7 separate regions of the Mus musculus genome follow, and all the other regions are linked to region 3. Evidence: chromatin contacts called from public HiCAR-type and promoter capture Hi-C data. All regions are on one chromosome and are shown on one strand. The core of a region is the stretch at or near the end of the contact, and the rest is flanking DNA. Distances in the headings are between cores, read along the strand shown.

Evidence for each region. Promoter capture Hi-C pulls out the DNA fragments that hold promoters and counts their contacts. HiCAR-type assays count read pairs that join an accessible place to other places.
Region 1: a contact with region 3 is called in a promoter capture Hi-C map of second pharyngeal arch cranial neural crest. The contact joins the promoter of Dapp1 here to the promoter of Bdh2 in region 3. A contact is called at or near these places in 8 of 39 promoter capture datasets (the 3T3-L1 cell line, the C10 cell line, cranial neural crest and 4 more) and 1 of 115 datasets of contacts at active chromatin or transcription factors (astrocytes).
Region 2: a promoter capture Hi-C map of hippocampal neurons shows a contact between it and region 3, with 7 times the contacts expected there. The contact joins the promoter of Tbck here to the promoter of Bdh2 in region 3. A contact is called at or near these places in 2 of 39 promoter capture datasets (hippocampal neurons and pre-B cells) and 2 of 115 datasets of contacts at active chromatin or transcription factors (astrocytes and thymic regulatory T cells).
Region 4: a promoter capture Hi-C map of pre-B cells shows a contact between it and region 3, with 12 times the contacts expected there. The contact joins the promoter of 4930579F01Rik here to the promoter of Bdh2 in region 3. A contact is called at or near these places in 3 of 39 promoter capture datasets (cranial neural crest, hippocampal neurons and pre-B cells) and 1 of 115 datasets of contacts at active chromatin or transcription factors (astrocytes).
Region 5: a promoter capture Hi-C map of pre-B cells shows a contact between it and region 3, with 5 times the contacts expected there. The contact joins the promoter of H2az1 here to the promoter of Bdh2 in region 3. A contact is called at or near these places in 13 of 39 promoter capture datasets (the 3T3-L1 cell line, 3T3-L1-derived adipocytes, the C10 cell line and 9 more) and 6 of 115 datasets of contacts at active chromatin or transcription factors (astrocytes, embryonic forebrain, embryonic limb bud and 3 more).
Region 6: a promoter capture Hi-C map of liver shows a contact between it and region 3, with 4 times the contacts expected there. The contact joins the promoter of 1110002E22Rik here to the promoter of Bdh2 in region 3. A contact is called at or near these places in 3 of 39 promoter capture datasets (hippocampal neurons and liver) and 1 of 9 other capture datasets (adipose tissue).
Region 7: a contact with region 3 is called in a HiCAR-type map of astrocytes, with 10 times the contacts expected there. The contact joins the promoter of Lamtor3 here to the promoter of Bdh2 in region 3. A contact is called at or near these places in 5 of 39 promoter capture datasets (cranial neural crest, frontonasal cranial neural crest, liver and 2 more) and 4 of 115 datasets of contacts at active chromatin or transcription factors (astrocytes, embryonic forebrain, pro-B cells and 1 more).

The regions. Positions count from the first base shown.
Region 1 is chr3:137,980,210-137,982,909 of GRCm38.p6, forward strand. It overlaps Dapp1 (dual adaptor for phosphotyrosine and 3-phosphoinositides 1), which reads right to left and starts at 1,340. Exons shown (of 9, transcript NM_011932.3): 1 at 1,110-1,340. The coding sequence starts at 1,210. The region is part of intron 2 of Gm19708 (a long non-coding RNA gene); the gene reads left to right.
Region 2 is chr3:132,682,765-132,685,464 of GRCm38.p6, forward strand. It overlaps Tbck (TBC1 domain containing kinase), which reads left to right and starts at 1,380. Exons shown (of 26, transcript NM_001163455.2): 1 at 1,380-1,630. It overlaps Aimp1 (aminoacyl tRNA synthetase complex-interacting multifunctional protein 1), which reads right to left and starts at 1,115. Exons shown (of 7, transcript NM_007926.2): 1 at 1,029-1,115. The coding sequence starts at 1,030.
Region 3 is chr3:135,279,801-135,282,500 of GRCm38.p6, forward strand. It overlaps Bdh2 (3-hydroxybutyrate dehydrogenase, type 2), which reads left to right and starts at 1,421. Exons shown (of 10, transcript NM_001172055.1): 1 at 1,421-1,568. Gm46826 (a long non-coding RNA gene) reads right to left here. Exons shown (of 3, transcript XR_001783991.2): 3 at 2,632-2,700.
Region 4 is chr3:138,192,567-138,195,266 of GRCm38.p6, forward strand. 4930579F01Rik (RIKEN cDNA 4930579F01 gene) reads right to left here and starts at 1,265. Exons shown (of 9, transcript NM_001374685.1): 1 at 1,029-1,265.
Region 5 is chr3:137,863,190-137,865,889 of GRCm38.p6, forward strand. It overlaps H2az1 (H2A.Z variant histone 1), which reads left to right and starts at 1,298. Exons shown (of 5, transcript NM_016750.3): 1 at 1,298-1,507; 2 at 1,944-2,021; 3 at 2,331-2,444. The coding sequence starts at 1,505. Gm43403 (predicted gene 43403) reads right to left here and starts at 1,137. Exons shown (of 2, transcript NR_169184.1): 1 at 776-1,137; 2 at 498-648.
Region 6 is chr3:138,060,892-138,063,591 of GRCm38.p6, forward strand. It overlaps 1110002E22Rik (RIKEN cDNA 1110002E22 gene), which reads left to right and starts at 1,351. Exons shown (of 3, transcript NM_001370862.1): 1 at 1,351-1,407. All of the region lies in intron 1 of Gm5105 (predicted gene 5105), which reads right to left.
Region 7 is chr3:137,917,188-137,919,887 of GRCm38.p6, forward strand. It overlaps Lamtor3 (late endosomal/lysosomal adaptor, MAPK and MTOR activator 3), which reads left to right and starts at 1,368. Exons shown (of 7, transcript NM_019920.2): 1 at 1,368-1,476; 2 at 1,686-1,731. The coding sequence starts at 1,723.

The DNA of each region.
Region 1 (2,700 bases), core at 90-2,589, 2.7 Mb after region 3:
TGTGTGTGTGTGTGTGTGTGTGTGTGTGTACCCGTCTGACATATCATCTGTGTGGAGGTCTGCCGAGTGGGTCCCAGGACTCAATCTCAGGCTTAGCCAGGCTTAGCCGCAAGCACCTCTACTTGCTGTGCCAGCATAGTGCCGTGAGAAATTTTACAGTAACACAATATAAAATGATACAATCTCTAGTGTAAACAGAAATTTCAACCCATTCTCAGAGGAGGATGGGGCCTCTGGCAGGTAGCTGTCTCAGCTTTGTTATTTCACTGATGTGACCGATAAGATGGGGTTTAAAACCCTTTCGTGTTTATTGCCATCCTATGCAAGGTGACAGTATGTCTTTATGTCATTGGGTGATGAGGAATTCCAGCCACTTAGGTAGACAACAGGTCCAGAGTCCTCTCTCTTGGGAAACACAAGCGTGTAGGTGCAAGGCTTTGTCTCCAAGGAAACCTCCTTTCTTGTCTGAGTAGCCCTTTTTTCTTTACTAAATGTCCGGATGAGCTGTGTCATCAGGGTCCCTTCTGATGAACTCTGATGATGTCACCTAACCTAAACCTGTCTATCTGAAGCCAGGCTGTTGTTATCTTGTGTCTAAAGGCTATGAAAGAGCTCCCATTGCTGTGTGAGAAGGAGGCACCGTAGAAACATGATTGTCGTACAAACTTCCTCATTCTTTTTCTTTTGAAAAAAAAAAAAAATCCCTCTTACTCACAGCCGTGTAGTCTTTCTGTTTATGGAACCAGTGACACAGTTCACTGCCAAGAGGTGCACTCAGAGTTCTTCCACCTCACTTTAATGATAAACTAGCCCAGTATCAAAGAAACAGACGATTGTATGCACACTCCCCAGCTGCTGAAGGATGCCCAAAAGTTGATTTTTTTTTTATCACATTCTCTCAGTGTAACTGTTCTCACTTTTAGAAAAATATCTTACACTTTTACAATGAATCAGCGCCCCCAGAAGGAAGTTCCTACAGGTCAATTAAACTGGCCAGGTAGACGACCATCAGGTGGCAGTGGGAAGAGACTCGAATCCTGGAAACACTGGTCAGAGCGGCGATTTTTCAAGGAACTGGGAAGTTGTACTCATCGAAAAAGCGCTCTTACCCCAAATCCTGGAGCAGGTCTGTGCCTCCATCTGCTCTGCCCCACAGCTCTGAGGGATCCTGGGTACTCATGTTCCCTCCTAGAAGTTCTGCTCTGCCCATAAGTTCCTTTGCTTCTGATGGCTGACTCCCCGCCAGGTGCTGTATGAAGAGAGAGATGGGATCGGCTGCTGCTGGACGCGCTGCTCCTCCTCGCTAAGGCAGGAGCCGGCTGGGGCTGAGTCTCTGGCTAGCAAGGAAGTGAAACTTGGTTGCTCCTCCCACACTGCCTCTGCCACCGTGGGCCTGAGGCATAGGCAGGGGTGTTCTGTCAGTCAGGAAGTGTGCTAACTAACCCCTCTGGCAGCAGAGCACCTCAGTCACCACAACGTATTGTCAAGTTAGATTTTGCCAAAGAAAACAGAAGGACCACCCGCCCAACCAGGATGGGGCGATTAGGTCAAACTCTTTCTAGGAGTCCAAACTGTAGCTTCTCCTTACCAGGGTTTGCCTGTAGTTTGGGGGGGGGGGCGGGGAGGGGGCTATGTGCACGCGCACACCCACCTCACACAGCGGCACAAGGAACACCGAGGAAGCTTCGACGTCAGATACATCTTCTGAAGGGGTTAAAAAAATTATAGGTAAACAACCAGTCCTGCTCTAACCTACTTTGTTTCTGGTACTGGCTCAGGATTTCTTTCCAATATTCCCTTGAGGTTTCTGTAGGGGAACACTTGTTTCTCTTATGGAAGAAGGTTTGGGGGCAGAGGCTGTCGCCAACATGCCCAAAGACCTGGGTTCCATCCCCGCACCCCATAAGATCCTGTAATCCCAGCACTCTAGAGGTAGGGGCAGAAAAGTCAGAAGTTCAAGGCTATCCTCATCTACTTGGTGAATTTGAGTCCAGCCTGGGCTATGTGAGTCCCTGTTTAAAAAACAAACAAGGCAAAGGACTGAGTAAGAAGGCAGAAGAAAGTTAAAGAACAGCATCTGTCGGGGGTGTACCCAGTAGGCTGAGCTACGCTGTCCGGGGGTGTACCCAGTAGGCTGAGCTACGCTGTCCGGGGGTGTACCCAGTAGGCTGAGCTACGCTGTCCGGGGGTGTACCCAGTAGGCTGAGCTACGCTGTCCGGGGTGTACCCAGTAGGCTGAGCTACGTACGCTGTTCGGGGTGTACCCAGTAGGCTGAGCTACGCTGTCCGGGGTGTACCCAGTAGGCTGAACTACCCTGGATGCAGTGGTGTTTAGACTCATAAAGAGGAAATTCCATCTGCCTGGATGTGTATCAGTGGATGGATAAAGAGCTCTCTCTCTGCATGTTCCCCCTCCAATATCCCAAGATGAACTAGGGTTCATCTGAGGGCTGTTCCATTTGGTATCCTAAAGAGACTGATAGAACGAAGACCTTGTTCTACACAGGCTGCCAATGTCTCCTTAGGAACCGTCCTCTCTTCTGTTTCCCAATGGTTCCTGGGACTCTGGCTTTCTCTGGTGAGAAAGTCCTCAGTGCCTAGAGGCAGTCCTGGGGAGAAGCAGCTCTGAGAACACACATATAACGAACCGGCACACACTGGCTGCTATAGTTCTCTCAGACAGAGGAATATAAAGTGTCG
Region 2 (2,700 bases), core at 130-2,629, 2.6 Mb before region 3:
AAACGAAGCTGGGTAACATTACTTGGCCTTGGAAAACCTTCTATGGCTTTCACTCCCCCTGATTAGCCCACACTCTCTGTCTGCATCATGAATCCCCTCTCTCAGTTCTGAGCCCACAGGCATTGGTCAGACCCCTTCATACTTTGGTAAGTTTCTGTTGCATGGCCTTCGCAATGGCTTGGCCTTATGACTGACTGTACTTCTTGAAGGTTTTCTCTATTGTTAATTCTATTTGTGTCACCTCCTTCCTAGAAAGCCATCTTTTCCTTGAGAACCTTCTCTGGCAACCATGTCAAATAATCTACCTTTTTTTTTTTATGGCTTAATACCTTTTCTGTGCAGTACTTATAATCTAAAATATTTAAGTATAAAATGCCAACACTAAAAAGCGTTTAGTGCTTGTTGCAGGGAACCCAAGCTCAGGGCCCAGCACTTACACAGGAGCACACAATCACAGGTAACTCCAGGTCCCAGGGGTCTGATGCTTTCTAGCCTCCGCGTTTACCTCCACACAAGTTTTGCACAAAAACTCACTCGGGCATGAACACATACCCATAAGTAAAACATATCAATATTAAAATACAGAGTGTTCACCTTACTTTTAATGCTGTACTTCAACAATAAGCCCTAGCCGAGAGGCAACGACTGGGATTTTTGTCCGTTTCGTTGACAGTCATTTCTACTTAGTTTATGGATCTTTACCCAATAACTAAACTGTTGCCGGGAGTATAGTGGTAGCTGGTGTTTCTAATATCTGTTGAAATCAAGGAATCTCCTTCTTCAACCCGTCCTCACGTACAAACACTGGAAATCCTTTGCACTCTCACTTAAAAGGAAACAAGGTAATGCATTCACCCCCTGCCTCCAGTAGCATGCTCTCCCTCGGCCACGTATTCATTGCCCAAACTAAGTTGAATCAAAAGGGGGCACGTGGGTGGAGGTTTTGACCGCGCTTCCCACTACTACACAGAAGGTCAGGTTCTTTTTCCCGGGTGAGAAAGGGAAGAACTCTGGATCGGGACACTCACATGAAGCGGTGACCCAACCGCAGCTCTTGAGCAGCCTCAGCCGGGAGAAGGAAGGGCCAGCCTCCCGCAGTCCCCGGCAGCGAGAAAGGACCCAGGAGGCTGTCCCTGATAAATGCCTGAGCGTTTCACAGTTTCACCGCTCATCGGCCGTCCGCTGCCTGCGCCAGCTCTCTCCCTGTACCACACTGAGCTCCCATCTCCCATTTCCTTCCTCCCTCCCTCCGATCTTCCCTCACTTCTTTCTCACTCGCTACATTTGGCTGTCTGTCTGGGCAAGGGACAGGCGGCCGGAAGTTTTGGGGTCTTCCCCCGGGGTTGCGTCTCGGCGATGTGACGTCATGAGCAGTGGCCGACCCGAGGCGGCGGCGGGGGAGGGGGTGCTGGGCGCTGTCAGTGGAGCGAGGTGCGCGCTCACCCTCGGGTTCTGAGCCGGGGACCCGGGAGGCCCGCGCGGACGGAGGCGTGTCGCTCCGGCTGTCACCTTCCCTAGGCGGCCTCTTGTAGACGCGCCTGAAATGCAGGACACGGCCCACTAAGCACTGCCAGGCATAGCTTCCGCGCTTAGGAGCTCAACCCCCCAATCTCTGCGTCCCCAGATTCAGGCAGGTATTCTGGTGTCGCCGCTTGCCTGGCGTTAGTGGGTGGGACTTGTGGGACAATCAGGTACTGTGAGTGACCCGGCCATTCTGCAGGAACCCATAGAACCAATCTGTGGAGCTGCTTGCTGTTGTGTTTGTCTCCAAACTTCCTTCTCCCTGAAGCCCAAGTTCACCGAGTCTTAGAAATGCAAATACGATTTTACTCTGGATAAAATCCACGTCTCCCCACTACCCCTCTTTTTTCCCCCCTTTTCTCCTCCTCCTCCTCTTCTTCTTCTACATTTTCGACTCACGTGAGTCATCTCCAATCTCTTTAAGAGTTTACATTGTGTCTTGTTCATTATAGGTGCAGGCCATGTTTGTGGTTTTCAGTGTTCTGGCTACAGAAACGTCAGACTTAACGTAGAAGTTTCAAAGTATTCCCTGAGTAAATTTTCCAAGCCAACTACCTGCCTACATGGCTTTCTCTTGTAATCTCTGACTTCATCGTTTTCATTTTTCACTCTCTTCTAGTTACCAAGTGTGAGCACCTGTGTGTGTGTGTGTGTGTCAATTTTTTGTTCGTGAGCTTCATGCACACCAGAGAGATAGACTGATACTGAAATTTGTTTTCTTGCTTGTGGTTTATCTTTTTGAGTCATAAACACTTGTCTGATTTTTCAGTTGTATGTTATTTAATGTCTATAACGGAAAATCTAATATATCATTGTAAAAGTTAAATATTAAAATGCTGAGGTTATGTCTCACCTTTCCTATGACTTCAAGCCTGCTATGTAGATATAACTTTCTGTAATTTTGCATCTACTCATTGAATAAGAAGTTAAGATTCAAGTAGACTTAAGCTAGCTCACAGTATCGACAAGATTCAGAATAGTGGTCATAACTATTTTCACATGAACTTTTGAGTATGTGTTTTGACTCCTCTATTATGATGAGAATAGCACTGGCTCTCTCCATTTATCACCAAGAAAACAAATTCGCCTGTGTTACCAAGTTTTCAGGTCCATTAATTCTGAAAGCCTATGGGAGACTTTATTTGGCTCCCAATGAACAGAGGAGCCTTGTGCTCTACA
Region 3 (2,700 bases), core at 171-2,670:
GAGACAGAAGTTAATCCTGGAGCACTCTCATAGTCATTAAAAGCAAACGCCTTTCAAAGCCCTGGCAAGTTGAGGGAAAGACAAGTCTATTAGAGCAAGGAGCACACACAGAAGTGTCTGCTGTAATAAGCTGCCGTTTATCCTGCAGGTGTGTGGCAGACGCTGGGCTTCACCTGCACACCATGTCCCCTCCTCACCACCCTGGCAGAGCCGCTGTTTCCTTCTCCTCCATATAAGAACGCAGAGCCGCTGTTTCCTTCTCCTCCATATAAGAACGCTGTAGGTTGGCCAGTTTACAGGTCCTGCTTACTCAGCTATTTCAGGGAGACATAGGATTTATGTCTTTTTATTTTTAAACTGGGCTCTTTTTTCCCCTTTGAGGGGGTCAGCTGTTCTGAATAAGGGTCTTCTGTAGTCCAGGCTGGCTGTGAAGTTCTAAGCAAACTTTGTGATGCTCTTACATCTATTTGTGCTCGGTGCTAGCACTCTGGGCTTTATACCGTGCTAGAGACTGAAGCCAGGGCCTGAGGCAGGAGCTTGAGGGAGGAACAGAAAGCACCCACACACTGAGCAGCACAGGAAGCCACCCTGTGCCTGCCTTAAAGGACCAGCTCTCTGTCTTGCTCTGCTCCGTCCAACCCACGTGCATCCAACTGACTGACTGTGAAACCCACACTTTAGGAGCCACTCAGAAAGAGGAGCAGAACCCAGAACCTTCTGGGAGGCATCACTTTTCTCTTCAAGAAGGAAGCCCTCAGAAAGTACAGCCTGCGTCCCCAGCAGACCTGCATGGCTGGCCAGCCCAGGTGACAAAGGAGGCTCGCAATCTGATAGCTTTGTTTTGTAGCCTTTGCAGTGCCAGAGCCCATGGCAAAGTGTGCCAAATGTGTCGAGCCCCTGGATTTATGCAGGACATTCACACATGACCTCCATGATCACTGTGACACTAGCCAGGTTAACTCACAAGTCTCCGACCCAGCCAAGACCTAGCCCTTTCCTCGTGGCTCCTGTAGTCTTCAACCAACTTGATTGCATGATATTTTGCTCTGTTCATTTCAAGATTCCCATCCTAGCTGGGTGTGCTCCTCGGCTCAGGCCCAGTGCACTCAGGATGCCAGCATTCTGCAGCTGAGGGATTAACGTCAGAAACAAGACTTTAGCCCCAAGGAAGTTTTCTTTTCCCCGCTCAAAGCAATCTGGGTTAAGAGCTAGGAAGACCAGAGTATTTAGTGCCTCGGGTCCCTTGTGTGTTTTCCAGCAGCCTTCCACCTTCCTGGCCATTGGATCTGGCCTGCTAAGTAACTTGCACAAACAAAAGACAGGCCTTTGTTTGGCGTTCACAGTTCCACGTTCTGATCACTAGATGGCAGCATGGACACATCTAAAGTGCACGGCTGTGGCAAACACTTCTTAAAAGCTTACTTAACAGGCATTAGCAAAAGGACTCGGAGGGGACCTGAACTCCACCTCCCAGCGTGCATTAATCAGCATGTGACTTCTCCTGCGCAGAGATCTGAAGTTTGTCTCCTGAAGGAATCTGGAGGACTGTGTGGACTCACTCTTCTAAAGTAAGATATTTTTTTCTAATCACTTTCGACAAAACTTTTGGGGACTGAGAGTTGTAGCTTGTGTTGCCATCTTCTCCATATCGCCGAGTTGAAGATGCATCTTCAGTTAGTGTGGGAGTTGGGAATCCTCTTGTATTTATTAGAGTTTGAAAATAGCCAAAGAAAGACAACTGTTCCAGTATCTGTCCTAAGTAAACTGGCTCGTGAAAATATTTGGAATTCCAGAAAATACTCTGAGCCTTTTTCTAGTAAAAAGAAATTTAGGGTTTTAGTACAATCTTTAGAAGTAGGAAAGTCATTATGTTAAGAGTGGGTTAAGTTTACAATTTCTGGACGTATTCCCACTCTAAACCCCACCCTGTTACCCCCCCTCCCCAAAAAAAAAACAAAAACAAAAAAACAAAAAAACCCATGTTGCCTTGAGACTGCTTGGAGGTCAGCTGGAGAAAGGTTTAGAAGTAAACAGAAACTAAATTTTGTGCCTGGTTGCTTCTGGGTGGTCTCGGGGGTCATGGAGGTGCTTAAGAGAGCACTGAGCAGGTGCCTTCACTGATTCTCAACCTGTGGGTCGCGACCCCCACGCCTAGGTTCTATCTAATTAGATATTCTGAATGTCAGGTGTTTACATTATGGTTCATAACAGCACCAAAATTACAGTTGTGAAGTAGCAACAAAAATATGGGTCACCACAACATGAAGAACTGCGTTAAAGTGTCGCTGCATTAGGACGGTTGAGAACCAGGGCTTTGGTGGGCGAATACCCAGGGTCCCTTAGTGAAGGCCCTGGACTGTGAGTTTCTTATGCTGTACTCAGGGTCGGGGGAGGCAGGGACGGCTCATCCCTTCCTAAAAGCACAAGTTAGCTTTCTCTCAACTCCTACCACACTCTAAGTGAAATTTCTCTCTGCGTGCTACTGGTAAAAAGCAAAGCAAAGCGTACTGCATCAGAATTGGGGAGACGCCATGAAGCCAGATCCTGTTACCCAGCATGTGCGCATGATTGGATCACAGAGTGGGGGTCATCAGTTGGCTTCAGAAGCCCCTCTTACCGTGTGACTGTGTCGGGCTGGATCTCAGAGGAAGGCTCTAATAGGAACCTAACAGGATGGCTTTTATTAGGGGAGATACTGTT
Region 4 (2,700 bases), core at 15-2,514, 2.9 Mb after region 3:
TATCTAAAGCCTTCTGGCTTCCACAGCTCTTTGTGCACGTGATGCATACCCATACATTCAAGTAAAACTTTGTGTGTGTGTGTGTGTGTGTGTGTGTGTGTGTGTATGTATGTATATATATTTAATATAAATTAATTGACAGAAGTTTCAAAGATACTTCCGAAAGCAAAATTTCCTTTCTTGTGGTCTCTTGATTCTACCCATGTATCAGTAAATTATCGAATTTTATTTAAAATAAGGGAAATACAATCCTCCAAAGAGAAGGATTGGTGAAAAAACCCAGTTAATGTTATTCAGAAAAAATGCCCTGCCCATTTGCATAAAATATTAATACCCTTAAGTTCAAAATAGTACACACATAGCACACGGGTTTACAAAGGGAACAGACAGGATAAGGAGGCACTGTAAGTCACGTGCGGTGGCCATCTTGTACAGCTGTTGCTGGAATCATGAACACTGCTCTCCCACTCTTCCAGCCCAGAACACACCACAGTTGTTCCTGGGACTTCTTCTCATACAGGATGTATTGTTCTGGGTATGCACTTTCTCCAAAAGGAGTCCTAACACCCCCTTGTAGCAATCCCCATTGTCACCCCAGCCTCACCACCTTCTAACCCCTTTTCTTCTTCAAAGCACTCTTCATAGCACCTGCTCCTCCCTGCGTTTTGTTTTTAAACATGTCACTTCTTCATGGCTCCTTTCAATAGGGTGTCATCATCAGGCGTGCCTTGATTTACCCCGGTGTTTCATCTTCTTTCCTGCTGTGCACACACCTGGTATAAACTCAACAATTGCTGTTAAATGGGCTAGCAATTTTTCCCCACAAGATAAATGTCTCTATGAATAGTGCAGTGCTGTTAGTACGGACGGTCTCCTCAATATAAGTGACTAACTTTAAAAGACAGCATCCTTTTTTCTCAAAATGGCCTACTTGGTTCTTGTATGCCTTAAAAAGCATATTTGAGACTCATAAGTAAGCATACCCGAGATGTTAGCAATTGTTTCTAACGATGAATAGAAAATTATACCTGAGAACGGCTTTAAAAGCAGATAATTTAACTGATAGAAGCTCAGGTCTGCCGATGGCCTTCCAGCCTCATATTGGGTCTCGGCTGAATTTTGTTATTTCCTTAAATCTCGGACTTAAGGAGATTTTATCGATGGAAACAGCTGACTGTCTGATGCCTCCAAAAGAGCAAAGCGGTGTCTCTTCAGTTTCTCCCACTCACACTCCAATGGGTCCAGGTGCCTGCCTCCCTGGTTGTGAGGAGATAGGTTAGCAACGGATCAGCATTGTGGGAAATCTAAGTTCCAGAACTCTGTAACAGCCATTGCTCCAGGCCGCTTGTTACACAGCTTCACTAGCATGGCACAGTGCATCTCTTGCTGGTTTCAGACGGGGTATGGTGGATGTGCTGCGGATCTCAGGAAAAGAGGAAAGGGAGAAAGTCAGCCCAGTGCGTGCTATGTGACAGAAACAGCGGTGGCAGTGGGGTTGCTGGGAAGGCCTCCCAGTCATTGTGAAAGGACACCATTTGAGTCTCAGGGGTGGGAAGAGGCGGTCTCAAGGCGGGGGAGGGAGGTTGAGGAAAAGAGAATAACAGAGTACCCATAACAGGAAAGGGGAGGGCTCGGAGAGCAAGCGGGCGGGGCAGAAGGAGAGGGGAGGGGCATGGTGAGGGAAGGGATGGTGGAAAATAAAGGAACAAAACAAGGTATGTATTAAAGAACGTCACAATGAAATCCATTACTTTGTATGCATGATTAAAAATAAATTAAGGAGAGTGAGAGGGAGGAAAAAAAATGAGGAGAAGCTGGGTGTGGTGACCCAGTCCTATAGTTCCAGCCTTTGGGAGAATTAAACAGAAAGATTGCCCGGGCTACAGAGTAGGACCCTATCTGAAAAATCAAAGTGACAACAAATAATGGGCAAAGTTCCTCGGATGTCTAACAAACTTCTCAGGAGTGATTAGCGAGTAACAGCAAGAAATGCAGCGCTTGTGTTCCTGAGCTCCTAGAAACAGCATTTTAACTCTTTACCGTTTACTGTCTTGTAATGTGCTCACTCCCTCTCCACCCCTTTCACATACACCCCCAACAGCTCCACCATCCTTACCACAAGGTCTTCATAGAATTGGCAGCATTCTGTTCCATCCGTCAACCTCCCAACCCATGAGCTGAACATACCTTGTTTTCTTTGTATGTCAGCTGGTCTCTTACATTTTATTATAGCAACATGAAGCTGACTGGGGCATAACATACATTAAGAATGTTTACATGTGCCGGGCAGTGGTGGCACATGCCTTTAATCCCAGCACTTGGGAGACAGAGGCAGGGGAATTTCTGAGTCTGAGGCCAGCCTGATCTACAGAGTGAGTTCCAGGACAGCCAGGGCTATAGAGAGAAAGCTTTTCTAGAAAAACAAGCAAAACAAAAACAAAACAAAACAAAAAGCAAAGAATGTTTATATGTGTAGCATAAACAATCGTGTTGTGGGGCATCCACAAGAGAAGACTGCTCAGATGTGGGTTTAAGCCAATAGAAAGTCTTATTAGTCAGCCTACAACCCACACCAAGTGTCTGGGATCCCAGTGTAACTCCAAGCCCTTCTTAGGGTAAGCCTTTAAGCACACACACACACACACACACACACACACACACACACACACACACACACACACACACCACACACACACACAC
Region 5 (2,700 bases), core at 48-2,547, 2.6 Mb after region 3:
TTTACGCTTCAATATTCTCTTCATATTACTATTCAATTATGTAAAAAGTATAAACCGGTGATATAACTCGACGGGTGCTAGCTGTGTGAGAGTTGACTACCTGATACCTGAGTTTATCTCTGGAACCCTGGAAAGAGAGCACTCACTCAAGTTGTCATCCGATTTCCACAACTATAGTAATGAGGTGAGCACCCGCGCCCACCCACATGGCCACACAATCATGTTTAATTGAAAAGTGCTACGTATTAATATAAATGCGAAATTCGCAAGACTCAGATAATTATGGTCTCCAAGCAGCGAGTGATAAATGCAGGTGCTGTAGATCTACTAACTGCACGTCTAAGTGGCTGGCATCAGGACAGTACCGTGTGTACAAGTCTATTTTTTTTTTTAAGCCCAGCATTTGTAACTGATTACATGAACCATCTGTAACTGCTTGTGAATCATGTTACAGTTACCCCACTGACATTTACCAACATTTGTCATGTGGCAAAATGTTTTAGTGTAGGAAAGCTGACACATAATAGCTTTAATGTTTCAACAAATCAACTTTAGACACTAGGCTATAGGTGCATCCCATTGATGCGAAGTCTTCGCAAAAATATGGCCGGTGACTTCATTATAAAAAACCGCTTCATCCCAAGCTTCCTGTGTGTAGACAAAATTACTTGTTATCCCCACGGTAACTTGGCTCCACTGTTGTTATGAGACAGGATGAGGGGGGTGAGGGGTAACAAGAGGTGAGGACAGAAGTGGAGGAAGATGAAAAAACTACCGGGGGTGGGGTAGGTGACACTTTTATCAGGGAAGTGGTTCACCAAGTAGAGGCCGAGCTGAGCTCTTCTTGCCGGACGCCTTCGAGCCACCTGTCAGAAGGCAGGACTCTGAAGGAAACCGAGATCTGCGGACACGAAAGGCCAGGCCAGAGGGCAACCGAGAGGCGCCGGTTGTCAGCGAGGGGGCCAGGCTAGACCGGGAGGGAAGCTCACGTGGTCTCCGGAGCACCGCGGGGGAGTGGAGGGGGGGAGGCTGCAGCGGGGAGGACGCCAGCGCGCGCTCCTCCCCAGCCTTCCAGCTCCTCCCTCCAGGCACGTGACACCACCGTCCACTCGCTCGGTGGCGCAGCGCTCTGTTGCTGCCCTCCCGCCGCGGCGCCCCTTCTTCTCCCGGTCCTCGTCCCGCCGCATCTCCTCCCCCCCTAACTCATCCCCCACGCGCCAATCATCGCTCGAGCTCCCGAGCGCCCGCCCCGCCACTCCGCTGTGCGTTCTCCCATTGGCTGGAGCCTCAAGGACGCGTCCCGAGGGCGGGAGGCAACCATTGGTGGGCCGAACCGGCCGAGTTCCCGGATGAGGGAACATTCTGCAGTATAAAGGGCGCGAGGAAGGCGGGAGACGGCGCAGTTTGAATCGCGGTCCGACGGAGGAGTGGGCGCTGGGATCTCGCTGAGCGTCCGCCTGGCCTCGTCTCTTCCTCGCTCGTCGGAGCTTCAGCACGGTCCGAGATGGTAACGTGAAGAGTGACGGCGGGCGGCCGCGGGCTGCAGGCTCCGAGCGGGCGGGGCCGCCGTCCCCGGGGCTGGGAGAGGCGGCGGCGGCGGCGAGTGGGAGCGTGCGGGGACGGGGTCGGGACGAGCGGAGGGGAGGTGTTTTCGGAGCCCCGGAGCTCCAGGCGGGAGGCGACGGTTGGGGGGGCGCGCACGGCGCGGCTGGGAGCCGGCGCGGGGGCGCGCAGCCGCGGCGGGCTCGCGGCAGGGGTCGGCGGGGGAGAAGGGCGGGCGGGGGGCGAGCGGCGGCCCGGGGTCCCCGGCGGGGCGGGCGGCGGGCGGCCGAGCGCGCGCTCGCTCGCCTCCAGGACGCGCTGTGGTGGGGGAGGGGCGCGCCGCCTTGGTAATTCTATCTTCTCCGTCCCTCCCGGGCTCGCGGGCGTCGGCGGCGCCGCAGGCTGGCGGTAAGGCTGGAAAGGACTCCGGAAAGGCCAAGACAAAGGCGGTTTCCCGCTCGCAGCGAGCCGGCTTGCAGGTGGGTAGCAACTGCCGCAGTCGGGTGACCGGGCCTTTATGTTTGCACCCCCCTTGCTTGTTTGTCTGCACCCTCCATGGGTGTTCCATCTTAGCATGAGTGATGTGTCGCGACTTGGCCCTGCGGAGACAGTGAATACTGGGGTTTGGGGAGGGGGGGCGTCGGATCACATGTGTGTTAACTGGCGGGGCGCGTTGGTGCACCACCACCGTCCTTGGCTTTGGCGCGCACATCTTATCTTAACGAATTTCCTATCTTTGTGCATTTTTTTTCTTGTTTGTTCGTTTGTTTGTGTGCATAAAAATCAAGTTCCCTGTGGGCCGTATTCATCGACACCTGAAATCTAGGACAACCAGCCACGGACGTGTGGGCGCGACCGCCGCTGTGTACAGCGCAGCCATCCTGGAGTACCTCACCGCAGAGGTAAGCGGGAGTACGCCTGTGATCTGGAAAAGCTCTGGGGGGGCGGGGGAAAGTGGCGAGAGAGGAGGAAAGTGATGCAAGAAAACTCGCAGGCCCTAAGAGCGGCGCGCAGACCGAGGGAGCGCTAGAGGGAGCTCGCGTTCAGCCGAGGAGGCTGCTGGGCCAGAGTGTGCTGCTCCTGCAAATGCAATTGCGTGCCCCTTCGGGGTTTTTTGGGTGGTTTTTTTTTTTTTTTTGCATAATTCTGCATAATTTT
Region 6 (2,700 bases), core at 101-2,600, 2.8 Mb after region 3:
ATGGTCCTGTGACACCCCCCCCCCCCATACACCTCATAGACTTGTACTCAATTAACTACTTAAGGTTGGTTGGGTCCACCTCACACCCAATTTTAACCAGGGCTGCAGCATTTGATTATTGGGAAAAATGGTGAAAAGCCCTACAGAGGCACAAGCTTTTACTTAGCCTCGCTTTTTTTTTTCAGTCCATAAAGTGGAAACAATAACTACTTTTTAGTCATATGATTATGGAGGGCTTATTTCAATAACCACGTACCTTTTAGTACATTAAATAGTATGATAGGGCACCTTCTTTCAGATGCCAACTTTCACATGTCCATCCCTAGGCTTGGAAAGGTGCTAGCCACGTCCTAGGTCTTAGGCAGTGGTCCCCAGAAAAGCCTTCTTCACATAAGTGTGTGCTGAGAGCGATACACATCTTTATGGAAAGACCTTCAACTCAATATAAAGCACCACTGTCTCTTCCCTGCTGTGCCCCAGACAAACTAAGAATGTTTGTGGTTGGCCAAGGGTTTGGCATTGACTCTGAGGTTAAGTTTAACCTAATACATCTCTTCGTTTCCAGTCTAAGGTTTGCCTTCTGTGAACGGTTTCTTCTCTTGAATAGCACACTTAGTTATCTTATTATGCCAGATTTGGAGACCCAAAATATAAGCATGACCTTTAATCAGCTGGTGGGTGGTCTGGCCTTCGTTCTTCACTTCTTAAGTCATGTTAAGGTTTTACATACACTGAACTATCTCAGAAACCCTTCAAGGAAAGCTAAGAGACTTTCTCCTCAGAGAGAAATGTAACAACGCTGAGTCACTTCCTTTGTTGCTCCTGGAGTTCCCATATAAAGTTATCAACAGGGCATACCTTGCCTGTCTAACCACGCGTGCCTGCTCACCATGGGTTAATACTGGCAATATTAGTCACATCAATTGCTCAACACCTGAGGTCAGGCAGGCAACCACTGAGTTCATCTGTAAAAAAGTGATCAGAGTCATCTGTAAGAATAAAAGGCACGGTGGCTACCCACCTGTAAGAATGAAGGACACGGTAGCTACCCATGACTCCAAGCTACTCCACTAGATCTCAGACCACCCCTTTTCATGGTACCATAAACTAACCCAGAACTCTGAAAAACACCAGAAGGGAAACCGTGTGGAGTCCTTAATTGTCTTCTTTACCCTAAAGTTGGCTGCTGTTTTTCTATTTATACATTTCTTTTCTTTTAATAGTCAGCCCTACTATGGTGTTTCAGCTTATTTGATTTTAAACCACAAAGGGAATTTTTGGTTTGACTTAAAAAAAAAAAAACCTTTTGGAAATTGACTTTATATGAAGGAACCCCCACTACCACCATATCGACACTGGCATTGTTTAGCTGGAAATCCTTGAAGGAGCCACACACCTATTCTGAAGGTAAGAACCCACGTTAGAACCGAACCAGGCTGTGTCTGATTGTGGGGGAGGGGGTTGGGGGGAGGTGGGGAGCTTGGCCAGGGCTGGGTTCTCAGAGAGGGGAGACCTCAGGAGGTTTTGCGGAACTTTGGGTATTAAGAAATTATGGTGACCAGTTGTAGTCTGGGACCTTTAATCCTAGCACTGGGGGAGGCCGAGGCAGGTGGATATCTGAGTTCGAGGCCAGCCTTGAAAACACAGAAAGAAAGGAAGAAAGAAAGAAAGAAAGAAAGAAAGAAAGAAAGGAAGGAAGGAAGGAAGGAAGAGAGAGGGAGAGAGAGAGAGAGAGAGAAAGGAAGGAAGGAAGGAAGGAAGGAAGAAAGGAAGGAAGACAGGGAGAAAGCAAGCAAGAAAAGGAAAGGAAAGGAAAGGAAAGGAAGAAAGAAGAAGGGGAAGAGGGAGAGAGAGAGAGAGAGAGAGGGAGAGAGAGAGAGAGAACATTACCATATACCCTGTGTGTCAGAACTTTCAGTTTTATATTTTGCTAACCACAGGAAGAAACTCAAGAAAAAAAATCTGTTGTGTTGCGATGACAGACAGGGCCATATGACAGCGCTAGAGTGATTCTTCCTTGGACTATACAGAAACTCTCGCCTCTTGATTAGCCAGGAAGCACATGTGTCTCACACTGTCTTGGACTATCTCCAGGGCTTTCTTACTGCCCAAGGCATGGTCAGCCTCAAAGAAAAGTAAAAATGGCGAGCTCAAAAGTCTGCTTGCCTGAGAGAAGGGGACTATATTTAATCCATTTTATTAACAGAATCGTGTTCCTTAGCCCCCCAAGTCCATAAAGTGTTCTCGGGTTGAATATCTGAAATAAAAACAAACAAACAAACCTCAACCAGTTACATAGATTATTTGTGGTCATGCAGATTTGATAGTTGACGGGGTAACAACTCTGAATGGTTTTGTGGGGACCCACCTTGACTGTGGGGACCCACCTTGATTGCCTATCGTAACCGTAAAGGTCTCCAGCTGGACTGCCTAGGTTTGAATCATGCCCTACCTCTGTGTCTCAGGTTCCCCGTCTATAAAATCAGTATAGTAATTGTACTTAATTCATGTGGTTCTTACCAGAATTCAATCATTAATATGTGCGTAAATGTTAAAAATGTTCCTAGTTAGTTGTACTTACTAATTAAGAAACTAAGATTTGGAAGGTATTTCTTTTTCTTTCCCATGACCCTGAGTTATGGCTTAATAACCATTGCTTTATTCCAGATGTTTTCAGTCTCTTCTGGGCACGTTTTAGTG
Region 7 (2,700 bases), core at 118-2,617, 2.6 Mb after region 3:
AAAAGGGGGGCTGAGACACTAAAGAACAACTTCATGCACAGTGGGCCAACCAATGCTATCACAAACACGCTGGCTCACACAGCTGAGCGGGCCTGCCGGAGATCAAGCCAGCCAACATTCTAGCATGCAGTGGGGATGGTTGGTGAGCCTACCTACACTGAAGTGCTATGGGCAATTGATGGCTTCTGAGAGAGGTGTCAGTGTTCTTTAAGGGTGATCTCTGGTAGGTTGGCCATGCTCCATTGGCTAGTCCCACAGGCCCCGGAGATGATCAGCCCAAACTGGACTTGATAGGTTATGGGGGCGGGGGGGGAGGACACAGTTTGAAGGGTACAGACATGGGGGTGAACCTAAGGGGAGTTAGAGCAGAAGAGTCAGGGGTAAATATGATCAAAATGCATTGTATGAAATTCTCAAAGAATAAAAGTATTAAAACTTTGTGGAAATGAAAAGAAACTTGAGTGGCGATTTAGTAAAAGAATTCCAAAGTAGGTGCTCCTAGAGAGCTTACCGTTTTCTTTAACGGTACACGACTGTTAACATCTGCAGCAAAAGCCATCAGCTTCCATTCCCCCTCCCCGCCCTCCCCCCACTCCCCCCAGCTCAGGCAGCCACTGGGGAGTATTTAGATCCCAGGTGATTTTCGTTTGTCCTCAGGGTTTCTACCAGAGTCTCCTAAGCGGATTACATGGCTGCCCTCTACCACAAAAGAGTTATCAACGCGTCAGTAATGAGAAACACCGGGCCAAAGCAAATGGAGAAGCCTCCCTTTTGCTAAGCTTTCTTGCCTTGCCCTTACAGTGGGCTTTCTTGAATGTACAAACACCAACAAAAAATATAGGCAGTTTTTATTTTATTTTAAGAAGATACAACAAATGCAGGCCCAAGAGCCAAAGCAGGCAGCCCAGTGCATGCGTGTTCAAAACGGACTTAGCAAACGAGCCCATAGGCCCATGGCTCCTGCACTTCTAGGTAAAAACCCAAGAGAACATGTGGTAGCAGCACCGTTAGGAAACTGGCTTGTAAATTAGGTTATCCAAGGACCTGGGACTTCTAATAAGTAGGCTGCTCAGTTTGTTCTCCTCAAACGTCTTCATTCATAAAGATTTACATAATGGGTCTGGGAAAGGTGTACACATACTCCGCACAGGATCATCTTCCGTTGTAGGTGAGTTGGATGGAAATTAAGGTGCAAGGACCGCAGATGCCAACCCAGCTGCTCGTGGCGCAGCGCGCAGGCGCAGGAAAAAAAAAAAAAGCCTCCAGGGGGCGGGGCGGCCGCGCGCGCAATTTCCGCCCGGGTCTCCCCGGAAGTTCCGAGTCCCGGTACTGGAGGGTGCAGCAAGTGCTTCCTGGATCCCGCGGAGGTCACGAGTAATGTGACAGCGACTTGACAGGCGGCTTCAGAGAGGCGACTGAACTGCGGGAACACCGGGGCAGGTCTTCCCAGGCTGGAGCGCGCGTGCGTCTGCAGAGGTCGCCGCTCCTCTCAGCTCGGGGACAGAGTGGGTGGGGAGAGGTGGGCTGGCCACCGGGCAGGGTCCCCGGGAACCTCCCCACTCCCTTGACGGAGATCCAGGGCTCTCGCTTGGCCCTGGAGAGGGTGGATCTCGTGATGCTGTCTGGGTCTGGAGAGGGTGACTAAGCCTCGGGTGCGGGGGAAGTCACGGAAGTTTTCCTTCCAGGAGTGGAGATCGATTCTGCGAGGAAAAGGGGTTCATCATGGCGGATGTAAGTTGACACCCCTTCCCAAGAAAAAGGGGAGGTGGGAGGTTTGCATACGGCTTCTGAGAGGAGAAAGGTAGAAATGTGTTTCAGCCTCGCCTCTCTTCCTGGATTTGTAGTAAGGACTTGCAGGGGCCTGAGCTTCTGTCAGGACCGGTTGTGATGGGCCACTAAGGTGCTTTAGCCTCAGAGAACTATATATTCTTCCACCTCCTAATCCTATTGGAGCATACAAGAACTCTGTGTGGGTGGCACTGGAAATTCTGAAGGATGACTGGCCGCCCTTCCAGTCAGTACCTGTTCATAGGACAGTGCTCTGAATCCTCTCCCAGTAAATAATGCTCTTGGTGTCTCAGTAGGCAGTGTTGGGAGTCTAAAAGGATGGCTAACGCGTGCCCCCTTAACAAGCTATGTTCCGTTTCTATGTGTCTGTTTAAGACGAGAGCAAAAGTAAGTTTGTGGTGGTAACGTGGGAAAGGACACTCATTCAGTTTGGGAGATAGAGGTTCAAAACAGCACACATTTAGAGTGGAGGTCATAATTGTCAGTATCTTTGCCAAGAAGCTGAATGTTAGAATAGTTTATCGGAATTAGGATCATTTAAAAAAAAAAATTCATGGGCAATCTGGATGCCCGGACATGGGAAGAGATTTATAGAGGATTCTCAAGTGAATACGGTAGCATCCGGATGTAAAATATTAGGAAGCACGTGACCTCATTTTACAGCAAATCTGTATTTGTGTGTCCCAATTCCAAGTACACTGACATAGCCCTTACTAACCTTTGACAGCGTTCTTAGGTTGTAGGGTCTGTGATTATCCCTGTAGACATGTAACGAAGCATATAATGAAACTGAGGCCTAGAAAAAGGTTAACTAACTTCTCCCAAGTTATACACGTCAGAGATGAAATGCCAGTGACAAGTGGTGAGTTCATGTCCTTTAGGGATAGGGACAGGGCTAGAACAGCACAAGGT